2 separate regions of the Canis lupus genome follow, and region 1 is linked to region 2. A link is a contact called in public Hi-C data. All regions are on one chromosome and are shown on one strand. Each heading gives the region's core, a stretch centred on a gene start, on an enhancer-like site or on the middle of the called end of the contact. The rest is flanking DNA. Distances are from core to core; before and after follow the strand shown. Region 1 holds the start of LOC119877623 (proline-rich protein 36-like). Region 2 holds the start of WSB2 (WD repeat and SOCS box-containing protein 2).

Evidence for each region. Hi-C and Micro-C count contacts between places; a contact is called where the count stands out from the background.
Region 1: a contact with region 2 is called in a Hi-C map of blood, with 3 times the contacts expected there. The contact joins the promoter of LOC119877623 here to the promoter of WSB2 in region 2. A contact is called at or near these places in 3 of 9 Hi-C or Micro-C datasets (amygdala and blood).

Annotation. Positions count from the first base shown.
Region 1 is chr26:15,048,103-15,052,990 of UU_Cfam_GSD_1.0, reverse strand. LOC119877623 (proline-rich protein 36-like) reads right to left here and starts at 1,314. Exons shown (of 3, transcript XM_038576089.1): 1 at 1,242-1,314; 2 at 890-1,042; 3 at 1-519. The coding sequence starts at 1,314. The region is part of intron 1 of TAOK3 (serine/threonine-protein kinase TAO3); the gene reads left to right.
Region 2 is chr26:14,788,750-14,794,241 of UU_Cfam_GSD_1.0, reverse strand. It overlaps WSB2 (WD repeat and SOCS box-containing protein 2), which reads left to right and starts at 1,628. Exons shown (of 9, transcript XM_038575256.1): 1 at 1,628-1,733. The coding sequence starts at 1,721.

The sequences.
Region 1 (4,888 bases), core at 65-2,564, 260 kb before region 2:
GACCCCAGAGGGCTCGGGACAGCGCCCTGAGGGGAGGGGACCCCAGAGGGTTGGGGCAGGGGGTCTGAAGAGAGGGGACCCCGAGAGGGCTTGGGACAGCGCTCTGAGGAGGGGGGACCCCAGAGGGCTCGGGACGCGCTCTGAGGAGGGGGACCCCAGAGGGTTGGGGCAGGGGGTCTGAAGAGAGGGGACCCCGAGAGGGCTTGGGACAGCGCTCTGAGGAGGGGGGACCCCAGAGGGCTCGGGACGCGCTCTGAGGAAGGGGGACCCCAGAGGGTTGGGGCAGGGGGTCTGAAGAGAGGGGACCCCAGAGGGTTGGGGCAGGGGGTCTGAAGAGAGGGGACCCCGAGAGGGCTTGGGACAGCGCTCTGAGGAGGGGGGACCCCAGAGGGCTCGGGACGCGCTCTGAGGAGGGGGGACCCCAGAGGGTTGGGGCAGGGGGTCTGAAGAGAGGGGACCCCGAGAGGGCTTGGGACAGCGCTCTGAGGAGAGGGGACCCCAGAGGGCTCGGGACGCGCTCTGAGGAAGGGGGACCCCAGAGGGTTGGGGCAGGGGGTCTGAAGAGAGGGGACCCCAGAGGGCTGGGGCAGAGGGTCTGAAGGGAGGGGACCCAGAGGGTTGGGCAGGGGGTCTGAAGGGAGGGAACCCCAGAGGGGCCGGGACAGCAGATCTGATAGGGGGACGCCAAGAGGAGCCAGGACGGAGGGTTTAGGAGTCGCAGAGAGCACTTGGGACAGGGGGTCTGGAGAGAGAGGACCCCGAGAGGGCTCGGGACAGCAGGTCTGACCGGGAGGACTCCCCTCCTCGAGAGGGGTCTGGACAGCGAGTGTGAGGGGGACCCAGAGACCGGGTCAGAGCGCGCGAGCGGAAGTGGAAGAGGGGAGCATGCCTGGATTGGGGTCGCTGCGCCGGGCGATCCGAAGGCTGGCGGCGCGCAGTGAGGGGACGCGTGCTGCCCCCAGGGTCCGCAGCCAGCGGATCTCCCCGACCGTGCTGCGTGAGACGCGGGACAGCCCGAGCGCCCGTGACTCTGTGGGCGAGTCTGGAGCAGGGATTATGTAATGAAACCTCCCCTGAGTAGAACTCAAGGGCTGGAGGGTCTGGCAGAAGCGCCGAGGTCTCGGCAAGAGCGAGAGACGCACTGCCCGACCTCTCTCCTCACTGGCCCCCTGGCTTCCGAGGTGTTCCTCAGAGTTTGGCGCGGATGCCTTGAAAGTGAGGGGCTTCGTCGACCTTGATACCTTCTCCAGAACCTGAAAACTTGGACAGGGCTTCTCCAGGCCACCACAAGCCAGTTGAAAGGGAAGGACCCATGTTTGGGATTTATTGGGATGTTGGTGGTGATAGACTCAGGTATTTTTTATTCCAGCTCAAGGAACTAAGATAGGTTTTAGGATTTGGCAGCGCTTTGGTATCAGTATTTACAATGCAGATTCAAAGGAGCTATATACACTAAGTTTGACTGTTTAACTTTGATGTCTTGGAGATACTTGGGAGGTCAAACTAAATTTTGAAAGGAGGTATTGGAGTGCCTAAACTGACAGCTCTTTCCAATTAAATTTCCCATCCTAAACGCTACCAGGATTGAGCTTTAGGCGTAATTCCAGGACAAGTGAAGGAGAGAGATAAGCCTGTTTAAACCAGACATTGTGCCCTGGTAGGAGGCAAGTGTGCATCTATTAAAATGCTGAAACAAAATAGTGGAAAGCCAGAGGGGGTGGGAATTGGGGGGCAGCTTCCTACTTTGATGGATGTGAAAATTAAACTAATGACCAGGCTAGTTGTTCATAGTAGTTAGGATATGTTAATACTGCCCTGACTACCTCCCAGATGTTCTCTTGACTGCACAAGCTTTGTCACAGTTGTACCAAGCAGTTTTGCACTTGAATCTTTTTACCTTTTTCTCTATGTGTTGCTCCTCCTCACCCCTTCTCTTTGTGACTGGTTTCTTTTCTATAGAAGCAGACTTAGAAAATGATGGTTTGGGGAAAATAAAGAGGAATGTCATTATCATTTCACAGTTACTTAGATATCTTCTTTGTTTCCGGTTTAGAATGTGTCTTATTAGAAGCTTTTTACCCTTATGTAGTAATGGGCAGCTTTAACGAAGGGAAAGAAAGAAATGCTGCTTTATTTCCCCAAGACATAATGGAGAAAGCTTACATAGAACTGCCTATTTAAATCCAAGACAAACATTACTGAAGTCATTTTCATCAGGGTGATAATAAGTAGAGGACATGTGTCATTTGGGGATTTTATTTGATATTACCTGATACAGAGCAGTTCTTATATGACTGCAGAGAGTGTGTAGCTGGATATGGTTATGAAAATTCCACCAACTAGAAGTCCTCCCCTAAGAAATAACAGGGACATAAGAAGAGCAACAACAACAAATACAAATTTAAAATATGACACTATGATTTATTTAAGATGTATTATGATTTTTTACAGTAAATATATTTTTCCAGAACTCTAGGTCAAATTCAAGTAAAAAAAATAAAGTTGGTTCATTCAAGGGGTTATTTACACAGTGCATAGATTCATTATGTAGTGCTTATAACTTATGAAACGGTCTGTGGAAGGATTGGGAATCTCAGTACCAGTAATTCTGCAAAGTAATAGAAATGTTTGAGCAGATGAGCTTTTTGATCATACTTGTTAGATCATTTCTGACTGGTACAGTGGTAGTTTCTTAAGACAGAACTAAATTAATTCCTTTTAAGAAAAGAAAATGTTCTGGTACTCCCTAGAGTGATGACTAAAGCAGTCATTTCAACCACATTACATTATGGTATTGATCCAGAGATGATGAAGAGAGATTCTTCATAATAGAATTTTTAGTGATAGAAAAGGCCTATAGTGACTTTTTTTATTCCTTGGGGTGATGAGTGGGTAAATAGGAGGGTAGGAATTGTATGGGAATTTATTTTCATTTATTTCACAAAATAGAAGGACACCATGAGAAACTATAAATATGTGAAGTCATTGAACCTGTGCTCATTTAAACGCTTTCTTTTCAATTAAAAAAATATACTGAAAAGAAATTAAGAAGGAGCTTCCCACTTCTAAGGGAATGATTGTAGCAACCACAGAATGCAAGTCCTTTTGATTTGTTGGAGTTCTTAAACTATTCTTACTCTTGGTTTAGCGGGATGCAAGTACTACCCAGTAGATACAATAACCCATTTTACACTTTCTTTACCACTTGAGTCATACACAATCAAACCATTGTCATCACAGAATCTACCTTTTGATAGCTGCTTTGGTTCAATATTTAAGGAACCAGAATAAATGTTCTCATTGCTTGACAGTATGCATATTGGTTGTTTTCAGTAGTATAGAGATGAATGAAAACTATTGATACTTTCATTTTAGAGTTTCCTTTGAAAGCATCTTTCTTTAATAATCTTTTCTTCTAGCCTTTGTTTCCTCCCTGCCCCCCAAAAGAAAATACACTGACAGACAGACAGAAAGCTTCTACCCAAAAGTGTTTTATGACTCTGCTAGGGGAAGACTTCTTTTCAGTCTTCAATGAGATTCAATGAGCTCATCTTCAATGATTCTGTCAACCAGTGAGGAGTTTTGAATAAATAGTTTTGAGTTGTGAGATATTATGCAGTTGTAGTTCAGAATAGGAGCTTTAGATTGTGATTATTTAGCTTTATCATTCATTTAATTGGTTGCTTTGTTATTTATGAGGATATATTAAAAGTTTCTTACTGTTTCTTAAACTCAGACTGAGTAAAAACGAAACATAAGTGGCATCTATCAGTCTAGCTGTCCTTATAGATAGGTATATTGAGTTTATGGACCAAAATGTGATCTAATTCATTTCTAAACTACAGACATCAAATTAAAAACAACAACTATTTAGAATTTTTAGGATAACTAGCAGGAATTAACTTGATCATTACAGCTATATGTTATATTAAATCTACCTAAATATTTTATAAATCAACCTAATGCGATTTTTTTTTTCTGTCTGACCTGAGATTTGTTAGAGACATTGAATCTAAATTATTTCTATTTTGTAATAGAATGACTTAGGGGTCAGTTTCTTGGTTTGTTTACACAGATCAGCCTCCTAACCATTGTCAGCTATCCCATACATACACATTTTTCATCTGTAGAATGAGTGAGAAAGAGAATTGGCCTTGGAATACTTTATATCTAGGAAGAATATTTTATGCCTAGGAAAACCACTCCCATTAAACAAAGAGGTGTGGCCCATGTGGCTTTAGGTACTAACATGAGAATTTACATGCTGGAGCCTAGTCTTTGGGGCCCTTCCACTTAGCCTCAGTGAAATGATGGATAGCAAATTCAACCCCACAATATACATTTTGTTATTCTTAATATTTTAGTCAATTATTGAAGTACCAATTAGAAGACTTCAGTTTTACTTCCATCCACTATTTCTGATGGACAATGGGATAACCCTTTATTTCCAGATTAAGCAAGGACTCTGGGCACCATGTTTATTTTTATGTTTCAGCTCTGTCTCATGACATACATAGGCTTATGTCCACAACAATCAAGGCTTATGACAATTCAAATAGATTTTATTTACCCGTTACAATAGATGGCACTAATTAAGGCAGAATGCTTTCTTACATAAACTAATAACCTAATAAGTGTTGGCAGTAGACACACAGAACAAAGTCGTAGTTTGTGTCCAATTTTCCATTCTGTTGTGGACATTAGCCTTTCTTTTTTTTTTTTTTTTTTAAGATTTTATTTATTCATGACAGAGAGAAAGGCAGACACAGGCAGAGAGAGAAGCAGGCTCCATGCCGGGAGCCTGACATGGGACTCGATCCCGGGACTCCAGGATCACACCCCGGGCCGAAGGTGGCGCTAAACCACTGGGCCACTGGGGCTGCCCTAG
Region 2 (5,492 bases), core at 379-2,878:
TGGACTGTCTGAAATGATGAATGCTATCAGCTGTCCTGTAGCTCTGAGCGGCCTTGGAGTTCTTCACCGCACTCAGCTAACTGCAGCCCCTATAACATCTACACATCCCTCCAGATTTCCTGCTCTAGACCTCAGTGCTTAGAGGAAGCTTTCAGTCCCCCTCTTAGGTCATTCCTCCTCCCACCAAACCCGCTTTCTTTACTGCGCTCCAGGTTGCCTCTGCTGCCCCCCACTTTGCTCCCCAGCTCTTCTTATTCCCTAACAAAACCCTTAACCTCAGTATCCCAGGTTCCTTTCAACCCAGCCCCTCCCTTTGACTATGTGTGGGGTTTTTTTTTTTTGTTTTTTTTTTGTTTTTTTTAATTTTATTGATTCATGAGAGACAGAGACACAGGCAGAGGGAGAAGCAGGTTCCCTGTGGGGAGGCCGATGGGGGACTAGATCTCAGGACCCCGGGATCACGACCTGAGCCAAAGGCAGATGCTCAACCACTAAGCCACTCAGGTGCCCCTATGTGTGGGTTTAATCCCCCCAAGAAGGTTCCTGAGCCCCCACCGTGCCCCTGTTTCACTTCTCTCCGTGCAGTCCCCCAACACCTCTTTCCGCGACCTCCAGCCCTCCCGGGTCACACCCATGTTTACCCAGCTTCTCCATTTTTGGACCCCCGCTCTTCTGGGATCCCCCCCTCTTTTGGTCCGGCCCGCTGCCTCTTTCCTCACCGCCCATTTTAACCCGGACACGCTCGTTTTCACCCTCCATTTCCCGCTGGGCTGGTCTTTTTCTGGTTCCCACGCTTTAGAAGCCGGGGCGCACCCCGTCCTCTGGTCCTCGTTCATTCCCAGCCCCGGAGCTAGGCTCCTCCGCCACGGCTCCCGTGTAACCTCCGAGTCCCCGGCCCCAGCGCCCCCATTTATTCCGCAGTCTCGTTCCTTCCCTACCCCCGTCTCAGCGGCTCCAGGGGGTTCCCGGGCCCCCCTCCCCAGTTCTCTCCTCGCCCTCCGCCACCCCCCAGCTCCCCCGATCCCTGGCGTCTTCAGGTCTTCGCTCTCCAGCCGCAGTCTCCGTCCTGCTCGCCGCCCCCCTCCCCGGTTCTCTTCTCAGCCCTGCCCCCCACCCCGGACTCCCTGCCGCACCCCGTCTTCTGCCTTCAACTCCCGCGCCTACTGCCCCCCCCGCCGTTGTCGCCGCGTTCCTTCCGCTCCCGGCTTGCCCCCACCCGGCTTTCACCCCTCCCCGGCTTCTCAGTCCCCGCAGCCCCCGGCTTTGAGCCGGCCCCGCTCACCTGCATCCCCCACCGCCTTCCCTCAGCCCCGCCCCCGGATGCATCCGGTCCGCAGTCACCTGCCCGCCCCCCCTTCCCCCGGCCCCGCCCCCGCGTTCCTCCCAGCCGTCGGCCGTACCTCCCCATCCCGGTCTTATTCGGCCCCCCCCCGCCCTCCCACCCCGTTCCCCCGAGGCCCCGCCCCTTCGCCCCGTGCCCCGCCCCCCGCGCATCCCCGCCCGCTCCCGCCGCCATGTGACGGGAAGCAGCTGATGGCCTCTCCGGGCGGCGGCGGGCGCGGCGGCGGGGCCGGGGCCGGGGCCGGGGCCGGGGCGGGGGCCGGGGCGGGGGCCGGGGTGGGGGCCGGGGCGGGGGCGGGCTGTTTGGGGGCGGCATGAGGGCGGGCGGCCCGGGGGGCTGAGGCGCCCGCCGCCTGCCGCGGGGCCGCGCGCGTCCTCCATGGAGGCCGGAGGTGAGCGGGGCCGGGGCGCGCGGGTTCCCGCCGGGCGGGGCCGGGCCCCTTCCCCCCGGGGCGAGCGGGGGCGCGGGCGCGGGCGCGGCCGTGGGAGGGGCGCGGGGCGAGCGCAGGCCGGGGCTGTCCGCGCGGGCCGGCGGCTGGGGGCGCGCCGGGCGCTCAGCTTTGTTTCACTTTCGCTGTCAGAGGCCGCCACCCGGTCTCCCGCCCGCTGCGGACTGGACCCGAGGAGCTGGAGCCACTGCGTGCCGGGGGTCCGCATCCCCCAGGACCGTGGGAGGCTCCGAGGCCCGACGCCTACGCCCAGGGGGACTGCGGGGGCCGCCGGGCCCGCAGGGGGTGATAACCCCGGGGGTGGGTGCCCAGGTGCCGGGTGACGCACTTGCAGGTGTGGGTGGGAGTCCGCTCCGTCCCTTGCGAGCGGTGTGATCGCGCACCGGCCGCTCAGGTCGGTTTTGTATCTGCAAAATGGGATAATAATAGGACTTGCCCGGGTGGGTGGTCGGGGGCTTCCCAAACTTGCCTGTTCGTAAGAATGGGGTTTGGGTCCCTATTTAAAAATATCTATTGCGAGTCTCTCCCAAGAGGAGACTTATTCTAGAGGTGGGGTGGGGCTGGGGATGCTGATCCTTGCTGGCATGTTTGATCGGGCAAGTTTAGGATACATTGATGGGTGAGGTGCATGCCTTGTTAACAGCTGTCATCAGAAAACAGTGTCGAAGTCAGAGTATCGGATGTACTTGGAGAGTCGGCCCAAATGAACGTGTGATCTAGTGTGCTTGTTATGTGTGCTTATTAGGCACAGGCAAAACCTCCAGACTATCCCTCTGTCTTCTCGCTTCCAACCACTTTGCCTCTAAACTCTCCCTGTACAGAAATTTGGGGTGGGCTTGGGATGTATTCTGGGAGTTCCAACTCTTGAATATACCCCCGTGCTTAAAGGCAGTTTCTTTAGAGAAAATTCTCAGAAGGGGTCAAGGCCTGAGGTTTAGAATTGTTGCAGAATGTCTTGGTACTCTTCCAGTGAAGTTCAAGCCTCGTCTTGCTCTGAAGGATTCTGATTGTTGATGTTTGCGTTTCCCTGGCTAGTTTGATGGAGCTGGGGATTGTGGGTGGGTAGGTTCAAATCAGGGTATTCCCTGGGGTGGTGTAACTTTTTAATTTGGGAAATGACATTTCTTTGTTTACTGTAGTCAGGCATTCAGTAAAAGGTGTAGAGGCAGCTCTCTCTGCCTTCCCATCTAGATAAGGGCTTTCTTTTCAGTGAGTGTTACCACTTTTTAAATGGCCCCTACTGTTTGTCTGAATCTTATGTGAATCTTTTTATAGCTTCCGCTGTTGTTTCCATTGACTCCTTATAGTTAAAACTGAAAGCGATCTGTAGCTAGTCTCCCTTTTTAGCTGGAATCTGTTTCCAGTTCTGAGTTTTTCCTAAAGATTGACGACTGTGTTTTGGGGTGTGAGCAGAGCTGTTGAGAGCTGCCAAGTTGCTGTAAAAAAAAAAAAAAAAAAAAGGCTAGAGACTTTTATGTTCTTTTGAAACTGAATAAAGCCCATTGTAATGGGATTACAATGGACAACAGTAGATATTCTTCAGAGCACTGGTTAGAATTCATTTATTCTTTCGACAAATATTTATTGAGTATCTACTGTGTGCCAGGCACTCTCTAGGCCAGTGCTGACCAATAGAACTAGAATGCCACAACTGTTATTTAAAATGTTGTAGTGGCAGCATTAAACAACTGAAACAGGTGAAACCAGTTTTAAAATTGTATCTGTCAATCCAACACATCTAAAATATTACCATTTCAGCATGTAATCACAATTATTGATATATTAGGTTTTTTTGGTACTAAGTTCTAAGCATGACGTGTGTTATATACTTAAGAGCCCGCCTCAGTTTGGACTTGGCATATTGCAAATGGTCAGTGGTCAAGTGTGGCTCGCGGTTACTGTATCGGACAGCTGCAGCAAGCAGATAGGCAAGTTTGGGGGTGGGTGGGGAAGAGATAGACAGTAAATATATAAAAACAAGCAATCAAGGCAAGATGAGCGAGTACCTATAAAGAAAATTGAACGGAAGGAAAGGAAAGTGACTGAGCCACTTCAGATAGTGAGGCCAGGAAGGTCTCTAAGAAGGTGACATCAACACTAAGCCCTGAATGGAGTCCTCAGACAAAGATCTGGGCCCACCATTTTCCGGGTCAGATGAAACAGCTAATGTCAAGATGCTAAGGCAGGAAAAATCAAGCTTCTTGCTGGCTGGAGTGAGCCATTGCTTCCATCTCTATGTTCAGGTGAATGTCCTTGCGTGGAAGAAGCCAATAATAAATATATTTTCCATTCAGCCTGGTTGTCCAAATACAGCCCAATGTTTAACTAGAAGACCCTGATCCGTGGGCCTTTTCACCATGAAGGACCATGGCATGTTCAGTCCCAGATGAAAGCTGAATCCTCTCTGCTCTGTTTTTTTTTTTTTTAAGTTCTGCACTAATTATGGCTTTTCGCCCCCAGCAGCCAAGTTTAGTTTGGGCCCAGACTCCACTTCAGAATTTCCTTAGTTCTAGAAATGAAGAGACAGGAGTCCCTGAGTTTTTTTCTTCTTTTAGCTCCTGGATTCCTGAGCCTGAAATAGCAGGAGATTAAATCTCCAAATCACAGAAATAGAGTGTGAAATCTGGGTATGGCTCTTGTTTAAGAAGCATTTCATATGAAATGTTTGGCATAGGCATCATAATACTTTAAGGGGCTTCATTTTGTTTATATTTAAAGAGGTGTACCATGTTTATTTATTCAACAAATACTGCCTGCCTGCTCTCTGCCAGGAACTCTGTTCAGCACTGAGGATAAACATACGAGGTCCTTGCTTCTCTGGATTTGTCCTGGTTGGGGGGAGATAGATAACTAGTCATAATGGTGACTGTGTTGTAAATAACATGACGTGAGGAGTTGTGAAGGAGATTGACTCGAAGGAGTTATTTGAGCCAAGACCGAATGAAGAGAAGGTGCCAGTCATGGAAGGGTATGCCAGGTGAAGAGACTAGCTTGTCCGGAGGCCCTCAGGTGGTAACTAATTGAGCACAGTCAGGGGGTGAGGAAGGCTGGAGCCTGGGGCAGAGAGGGGAGAGTTATAGGCCCAGATAGGAGATGAAAGCCTGGGGTGAGGTTATACAAGGCTTCAGGGGCATGGTAAGGAGCTTGAATTTTATTCTAAGAATGGTTGAAACCGATCACTTGAGAATGGATGGGGAGGAGCAGAATGGAAGCTAGAACAGTTGGAAGGCTGCTTAGTGAGAGATGACGTTGATGAGATGGTTTGCATAGATTAGAATAGTAGCCATGGAGATGGAGAGAGGTTAGGTTTGCCAAGCCTTTTGGAAACAGCCTTGATAAAACTTGTTAATGGATTTGGTTTGGGAAGTAAGGAAAAGAAAACAAGGAGGACCCCTTTTTGTATCGGCCAAGCCTTCTTGGTGTCAAGAGGATAGATAGTTTCTACAGCCTGTTGTGGAGGAGGTGAACCAAGTGTGAATATTATCAGGGTGGAATAGATATCTATCCTCCAATAGATAAAAATGTTCCTCCAGATCAATCGATGTCATTTAATATTTGACTACATCTGAGTTTCTCAACCTTAGCACTATCGATGTTTTGAGCAAGATAATCCTTTGTTAGGGAGGGCTGTCCTGTGTACTCTAGGATGCTTAGTAGGATCCATGACGTTTTTTCATTAGATACCAGTAGCTCCACCCCCAA